Regions from separate parts of the Drosophila melanogaster genome. Here region 1 is linked to region 2. A link is a contact called in public Hi-C data. All regions are on one chromosome and are shown on one strand. The core of a region is the stretch at or near the end of the contact, and the rest is flanking DNA. Distances in the headings are between cores, read along the strand shown.

Region 1 (4,158 bases), core at 1,451-3,950, 160 kb after region 2:
GAGGACAGGGCCAACGCGGTGCTGGAGGTGGAAAACACCAGCGTGGAAACCGCTCTAGGCGCTCTGGGGGATCTGGAATCATGAACTCATCAATGGGCGGCGGTGGGCAGCGCGGCGAAGACTTTTTCATTGCCCAACGACTGCTCGACATTAGTGGACCCACCCATGAGTTGCCGCCCATTGAGTTACCCACCGATAACAAATTCGTCGGACGCAACCGCTTATATGTTGGCAACCTCACCAGCGACACAACTGATGACGACCTACGGGAGATGTTCAAGCCATATGGCGAGATCGGCGATATATTCTCGAACCCGGAGAAGAACTTTACATTCCTGAGGCTAGACTACTACCAAAATGCTGAGAAGGCCAAACGCGCTTTAGATGGCTCCTTGCGCAAGGGACGAGTGCTGCGTGTCCGCTTTGCGCCCAACGCCATTGTGCGTGTGACTAATCTCAACCAGTTCGTGTCCAACGAGCTGCTGCACCAGTCCTTTGAGATCTTTGGACCCATCGAGCGCGCCGTTATCTGCGTAGACGATCGCGGTAAGCATACCGGCGAAGGCATTGTTGAGTTCGCCAAGAAGTCCTCGGCCAGCGCCTGTCTGCGCCTGTGCAACGAAAAATGCTTCTTCTTGACTGCTTCATTGCGTCCGTGTCTGGTGGAACCGATGGAGGTGAACAACGACAATGACGGCTTGCCGGATAAGACGTTAAACAAAAAGTCGCTGGAATTCAGACATGAGCGTAGTGTCGGACCGCGTTTCGCTTGTTTAAATTCGTTTGAGCACGAGTATGGATCACGCTGGAAGCAATTGCACGATCTCTTCAAGAGCAAACAGGACTCACTCAAGCGTGAGTTGAAAATGGAGGAGGACAAGCTGGAGGCCCAGATGGAGTACGCTCGCTACGAACAGGAGACCGAACTGCTGCGCCAGGAGCTGAAGAAGCGCGAGCTGGACAACGAGCGCATGAAACTGGAGTGGGAGATGCGTGAGAAACAAGCCGAGGAGATTCGAAAGCGGGAAGAGGAATACATGCATCGTTATCAAAACCAATTACTTCGCCATGAGGAGGATATGCGAGCCCGTCAGCAGGAGAACGATTTGCTAATGCAGGCCAAGAAACTCAACATGATCCTCGATCAGCAGGAGGGATTCGGAGGCAGCAACTCTGGATTCGAACACTTTGATTCCCCTTTTGAAGTATTTGGGAACAACAGCAACAATTCAACAATGGCTGGACCTGGAGGTCCAGATAATAGCGACGGAAACCAACACGGACACATTGATTCATGGGGACACCGACGCTTCTAGACACTGAAACCTATATAGATAGCGACGAAAACAATAGTGATCTCATTAGTTACGCATAATATCGGACATTTCGCTCGGCTATGCGTGAACAATAACATAAATAACAAATGGGATCATGCAAGCGAAGATGCATTCATCTCATTATAATATAAATTGAATTTATATAATTAACCAAAAACTGTTAAAAACGGTCTCAACAACAAATCCACCACGAAATATTAACACAAAAATGACAAAATCCAAACACGAATGGCAACTTACAAGATGTGCAGTATTTCGAAGAAAAACACCTGAACATAACCATCCATCATCCATTAGATATATGTAGAGACTACCTCCTAACACGATTAATTTTTGTCTATCATTCAAATTAAATATTGAATGCGACTGAAATTACTGATTATTTGGAGTCGAATATAGATAAAGAGCCTAATTTTTATAATCGTAGATTATACTTTGATTTATGAGTAAATAATCGAAATCGGACTTGCTTTTATTTCAATGTATTTCTCATCCCATCTCTGTCTACTTTTAATAAAAACGGCTCTAACCTAAGGTTTCACTGGGAATTTATGTTGGTAATAAATGTGTTAAAGCGGAAAAGTCGGAAAATGCCATCAGCTCTATTGGGAAATCCGGCAATAAGTTGCAAGGCTGTCCGAAAGGACACATTTCCGCCGGTATCTTCAGTCCCACGACGCTGTCCATATATTAGGTCAAAATGCAATCACTTGTTTAAACAAAAGAATTTATTTGATCAACAGAATGAACTATTGTATGAACCCTCCTCCCATTCACCCAACAATTACACAATTGTATTGTACCGAAGCAATCAAAGATTTCAGTTCAATTACCCGTGGTATAACCATCAATTTGAATTTCCTCGAGATGGAAACAGATGGAAACTCTTCATTTTGTCCAAACGTATATATGTATATATATATATTTTTTTGTAGCTTCGTTAAAGTTCATGATAGTTAAGTACAAATTTCTTTTGAAGTAAATTTTTAGCAATAAACTAAAGCTATTCCGTGCCATTGATATAAGAATTTAAGATCTATATTTACAACATTTTATCTGCATATAATACAAGATGTGGTGGCTTTGAGTTCATTATCTAAGTAAGCCGCTGTTGATTTGCTTGATTAACTAGCAAAAGCCAAAATGATGCTTTGCTTTCCATTTTTGTAGTTTCGAATTGAATAGTACGGCAATTTAATTTTTGATTTATGTATTTATTTTATTAAGCCATTTATGGGCTTTTAGTTCTGCTTATAAAAATCATGATATAGTAAATCAATATTTTATGATAGGATGCTGTCAAGATTTTAAACAAAAATGTAAGCCCAAATGTCAGGTGGCATTAGAATTTAGCATCAGATTTTAGCCAAATCAATACAAGATTTTTAATACAAACTTTTAAAACAGAGTTGTAAAGGGAAAAATTCGATAAGTTCCGATTGAAAGTGCAATCGCTGTTTGAGTGAAACAACCCCTGAATCAGTCATTTCAAAACGTCGATCAACGGTCACACTGCGACTTTGGCGACTTAAAAAACACCCAAGAAAATTGATTTTTCGCTCAAACCGAAAGCAACACCTTTGGGCATCAAATAGATTTCTCGGAATTGAACGCGCACCGCTAGGAAACAAAGAAAAGCCAGCATGGCAGCATCGCAGGTTGACCAGGTGAGCGAAGGGTGGAACTGCCGAAAGCTTTCCGGCCGGAAAACGGCGTCGCCATTGAAGCCCCATTAGTTAATATCATAATGATTCCTCATTTTCCGGCATTTTCCAGAAACGAGCACTTAACAAATTAAAGCACGACTTGGAGCCTTTCCGGACAGCCATCGTGGGAGCGTACGGCGTGCTAACCTGGGAGAAGCAGTACTACGCCGGAGTGGTGTTTGGCGTCATCAGCTGCCTGTACCTGGTGCTGTGGTACCTGGACTTGTCGCTGATTACCCTGCTGTCGCTGCTCGGTGTCATTAGCATTTTGCTGAACTACGCATTCCCCATGGTGTCGCGCCTGATCTTTGGCGGAGTCAACTGGGATGGCGACCAGGAGGCCAAGTTCGAGGACGTGTGCGGCCAGGTGTGCGCCGTCAAGGGCAGCCTGGTGGTCTGGTACGAGTACCTCTTCAACGAGCGGAAGTCCACAGTGGTGAGTAGATGCGGTAGAGACCGTGTGTGTATATGTATATGAAAACAGAGAAGCAGTTTCAGGGCCTAGTATGTGCAGTAGATCTTCTTCTGCAAGCTCAAGTGTAAATAAAAACTTCGGGTTCTATTATTATTTCATCTCACATTTATTCGTTTTGATTCCAGTTTGTAATCGTCATGAGTTTGGGTCTTTTGGCTATGGCCTGGATTGGAGCCATCATTAACAATCTACTGCTTATGTACTTGGCCACCCTACTCATCCTCATGTGGCCAGGACTACAGAACAAGGACATTTTTAAGGCCATCACCCAAAGGGCCTCGAAGATTATTAACGAGAAGATCCAGTGCGGCAAAAGGAAGCTGCAGTAAAGGAAAGCAACCAGATAAACTCATCACCATTTGACCAAAAATATAAAACATGCCTAAGTCATCTACTTGCCATTATGCACACATCGCATCACTAAATCACACATTAGGCGCATTGAATTTGAAACTATAAATATCTTAAAAGATAAGAGCAGCGCATACAGAAAAAAAAAACTCGGAAAACTAGCAAATCCGTGGTTCTGGCCCCATCACATCTCCTACTATAAGTTTGTAACATGTAAGACAGAAGTATTCTCGAAACGAGGCGTACGGAGAGAGAAAAAAACGCGCAACAAAAGACAAGGCATTTTTGT
Region 2 (3,862 bases), core at 110-2,609:
AACGAGGCGCAGGCCATGGCTTTGGCCAGTGCCAAGGAGTTTAGTGCGGAGAACGCCAAGGAAGAGGCAGCAGCGGCAGCCACCTCCAAGGACGAAATCGATCCCGCCACGGGACAGAGACGCCATTCGGTGGGCCTCCGATCTATCCTGTTGAAGGGACAAATGTTCTATATCAAAGATGTGGACTCGCTGATCTTCCTGTGCAGTCCTCTAATCGAAAATCTCGATGAGCTGCATGGAATCGGTCTCTATTTGAACGATCTTAATCCGCATGGACTGAGTAGAGAGCTTGTGATGGCGGGATGGCAGCACTGCTCCAAGCTGGAGATAATGTTTGAGAAGGAGGAGCAGCGATCGGATGAGCTGGAAAAGTCGCTGGAACTGGCAGATTCCTGGAAGCGGCAGGGAGATGAGCTACTGTATTCCATGATACCGCGACCCATTGCCGAGCGAATGAGAAAGAGCGAGGAGCACGTGTGTCAGAGTTTCGAGGAGGTATCCGTCATTTTCATCGAGGTAATGAATATCTATGACAGTGGGTCCAACAACATCCAGGATGCCATGCAGGCGGTGACCACCTTAAACAAAGTGTTTTCGGCATTGGACGAAGAGATCATTTCCCCGTTTGTTTACAAAGTGGAGACCGTGGGCATGGTTTACATGGCTGTTTCGGGTGCTCCTGATGTGAATCCCCTGCATGCCGAACACGCCTGCGATTTGGCCTTAAGGGTGATGAAGAAGGTCAAAGCCCATGCTCTTCCCGGGGTGGCTATACGGGTGGGCATTAACTCGGGACCCGTCGTCGCCGGCGTGGTTGGGATGAAGGTTCCTCGATACTGTCTCTTTGGAGACACCGTTAACACCGCCTCGCGAATGGAGAGCAGCAGCGATCCCTGGATGATCCAGCTGTCCAACTATACTGCGCTGAAGGTGCAAAAGGTGGGCTATAAGGTTGAAGCGCGGGGATTTGTCAAGGTCAAGGGCAAGGGCGAGATGGAGACCTACTGGCTTTTGGAGGGACCAGAGTAGAACTGGAGACTTGTTTGTCTTGGAAAATCCAGGAATATCACCACTATGGTATTGAAATATAAAAAACATATTTTGAGACAGAAAATCTTGTAACCCTTTGGAAATAATCAGGCTCGAAAACCTCTTATATCTAATGTATCTAATAACTTTTTGGTAATAGTTAACGAACTTTTAATCCCCTGTAAAGTATATGTGGATCACTATAAAAATAAATTCAAGACACATTGTATCTAGAAATATTGTTTTCGTGGGAGTGGCGCGAAACCAACCTGAAATCTGACTAAGATCTTCATAAGCGTGTTTCGATAATAGGTAAGTAATCGAAGCTATCGAAATCGGTTCCAGCATTGCCTTGATCAGCTGTTTGAATTTTATAGCTTGGAAGATAATTTTCAAGCTTATGCTTTCTCAGTAAGGATTAAGGATGCTTCGATTCAATTTAATCGTGGCAGTTTGCGAGAATTTCGGAATCGGCATCAGAGGCGATCTACCATGGCGCATTAAGTAAGTTGGTAACAAGGATTGAACCGCAGCTAAAGCTTTTGTACCATCAGATCTGAGCTGAAGTACTTCAGCCGCACCACCAAGCGAACAAGTGATCCCACCAAGCAAAATGCCGTGGTAATGGGCAGGAAAACCTACTTCGGAGTGCCGGAAAGCAAGAGGCCTCTTCCCGATCGGCTGAACATAGTGCTGAGCACCACACTTCAGGAAAGTGATCTGCCCAAGGGAGTACTATTGTGCCCCAATCTCGAGACGGCCATGAAGATCCTTGAGGAGCAGAACGAAGTGGAGAACATTTGGATTGTGGGCGGTAGTGGAGTCTACGAGGAGGCCATGGCCTCGCCAAGGTGTCACCGGCTGTACATTACCAAAATAATGCAGAAGTTCGATTGCGACACCTTTTTCCCCGCGATCCCTGACAGCTTTCGAGAGGTCGCGCCCGATTCCGACATGCCACTGGGTGTGCAGGAGGAGAATGGCATTAAATTCGAGTACAAGATTTTGGAGAAACACTCATAATAAAATAATACACTGATTTATTTGCCTTGCGCATCTTCTACTCCCTTGGCCGCCAGCATCAGCTCGTATAGTTGGACTACTTGGTCGTCTTTCAACATTTCTACAGTCTTGGGGTCAATCTCTTCGCCCAGCTCTCCCTTGGGCTTGCCCCGAATCCCTAGTTGTTGGGTGATTGTGGACGCATATCGCTGCAATGGAAGATTTGCTTAGTATGGCGCCTTTTTGTTTATTACGTAAAACTTACGGCCCACTCTGTCATAAAGAGCTGTGCCTCCATGGGATTGCACTTGAGGTGTCGCCGGAACTCGTCCCGCACATAGTTATCGCCCAGAGCACGAAGTTCCGCTGGAAGTCCTACGGAGTACAGAAGTTTAGTTGAAATGCATGCAATTTATAGTAATAGGGAATTTTTCATCTTACCTCTGTGCAGTCGCAAGATCGTTTTGTACAGCAGTCGGACCCTCTGAGGGTGGGTCAGTTGGCTCATCAAAATTCTGGACATCCTGAGTTCATATCATATAACATACTAATACTATACTATTTAGCAGCCGGCTAAAAACTAAATACGAGCGAATAACAACTGTTTTGTCGCAGCCAGTGTTGGCTAACGTCAAATTGAGTTGGCAGGTGGCAACGTATTAAAAGTTTGGCGCGCATTTGAATTGTCACCTTTAAAAGTTCAATGCTATTTTCATATTATATTTAAGTTAGGCACTTCGAATTGAACCACACTTCCGCAAACCAAATAATGTAAAAAGAAAATGTTTTTTTCAAATGGTTTTTTTTTATCAATCCCCAAGCGATTTCAAGCATTTTAAAACTGCAGGTCTTTTTATATAATGATTTATTTGTGGCATGGTTTGTATATATATAATCATCACATGTGCAGTGTAGGTTCAATCTGTCGTGGATTCATCCCTTGGGGGTAAATTATAAATAAAAGAACATCTCGTATGGAAAATGAGCTCTGTTTCAGAAAACAAACCAATAAATGACATACACACACGCTCTGCACCAACTTTGGCTAACTATTGCACGCCTTTCTCTCACTACTATACGCCTAATTACACCAAGCACCAAACAGAAGGTGGCGGAGGGTACACAACATTGTTGTCATCGTCGTCGTTTTGAACAGAAGAACGTTTTAACAATCAAGTTTTCTAGTTTTGCTATTGCGGCGCGGCAGCAACAGGCGCCGCTCGATTCGCTGGCTCCTCATCCTGTCCATCAGCCGCAATCTCTTCCGGTAGCAGGGGCTGACCCTCTCCGCCCCAAGGAAATCCGCCAGGTCGATCCTCAGCAGCCGCCTGGAAGTTGCGTTCGATGTGCTCATTGAAGAGACGTTTCCTAAGGACAACAAGTCGTTATTGCAAAAGTTATATCCCAATTCAAAGTAAACTCACAAAAAGTAGGGGGTTTTGATCAGTCTGTAGCCGTTGGACAGTGTAGGATAGACGTCCTCCAGCACGTAGTAGATGTGGCCAACACCCATGCCGATGACATCCACCCACACGGTGTTTCCCAGAATCATGGAGCAGCAGAGGAGCACCCACGGAAGGTACGGCGCCTGGAAGTTAAGCACCCCGAAGAAATTCATTGGCACCAGTGGATTGCGTCGTGACCACACATAGACCAGCATTAATGTGAAGGCCTGGCCCAGGAACAACAGGTTGACGAAGATTCCGAAGAAGGTCATTAGCACGCCGCCAAAGATGAACATCATGACAAAGTCGGAGCTGCGTCCGCGGAAAGATCCGTCCTCCAACATTCGACAATATCGATATGTAAACACCATATTGAAAAAGAAACT

What was found. Hi-C and Micro-C count contacts between places; a contact is called where the count stands out from the background.
Region 1: a contact with region 2 is called in a Hi-C map of the Kc167 cell line, with 1.9 times the contacts expected there. The contact joins the promoter of Arl6IP1 here to the promoter of Dhfr in region 2. A contact is called at or near these places in 15 of 107 Hi-C or Micro-C datasets (the Clone 8 cell line, the D17-c3 cell line, the Kc167 cell line and 7 more) and 2 of 6 datasets of contacts at active chromatin or transcription factors (both in the Kc167 cell line).

Annotation. Positions count from the first base shown.
Region 1 is chr3R:16,640,905-16,645,062 of dm6, forward strand. Arl6IP1 (ADP-ribosylation factor-like 6 interacting protein 1) reads left to right here and starts at 2,701. Exons shown (of 3, transcript NM_142313.3): 1 at 2,701-3,004; 2 at 3,114-3,479; 3 at 3,644-4,158. The coding sequence starts at 2,981. The coding sequence ends at 3,847. nonA-l (nonA-like) reads left to right here. Exons shown (of 1, transcript NM_001275717.1): 1 at 1-2,208. The coding sequence ends at 1,316.
Region 2 is chr3R:16,479,808-16,483,669 of dm6, forward strand. It overlaps Dhfr (Dihydrofolate reductase), which reads left to right and starts at 1,360. Exons shown (of 2, transcript NM_001043255.2): 1 at 1,360-1,533; 2 at 1,584-2,071. The coding sequence starts at 1,454. The coding sequence ends at 2,052. It overlaps Gyc89Db (Guanylyl cyclase at 89Db), which reads left to right. Exons shown (of 2, transcript NM_142294.4): 2 at 1-1,263. The coding sequence ends at 1,029. It overlaps Sdhaf3 (Succinate dehydrogenase assembly factor 3), which reads right to left and starts at 2,645. Exons shown (of 3, transcript NM_142295.4): 1 at 2,473-2,645; 2 at 2,297-2,406; 3 at 2,054-2,240. The coding sequence starts at 2,554. The coding sequence ends at 2,070. Der-2 (Derlin-2) reads right to left here. Exons shown (of 3, transcript NM_142296.3): 2 at 3,456-3,862; 3 at 2,887-3,399. The coding sequence ends at 3,222. It also overlaps asRNA:CR46029.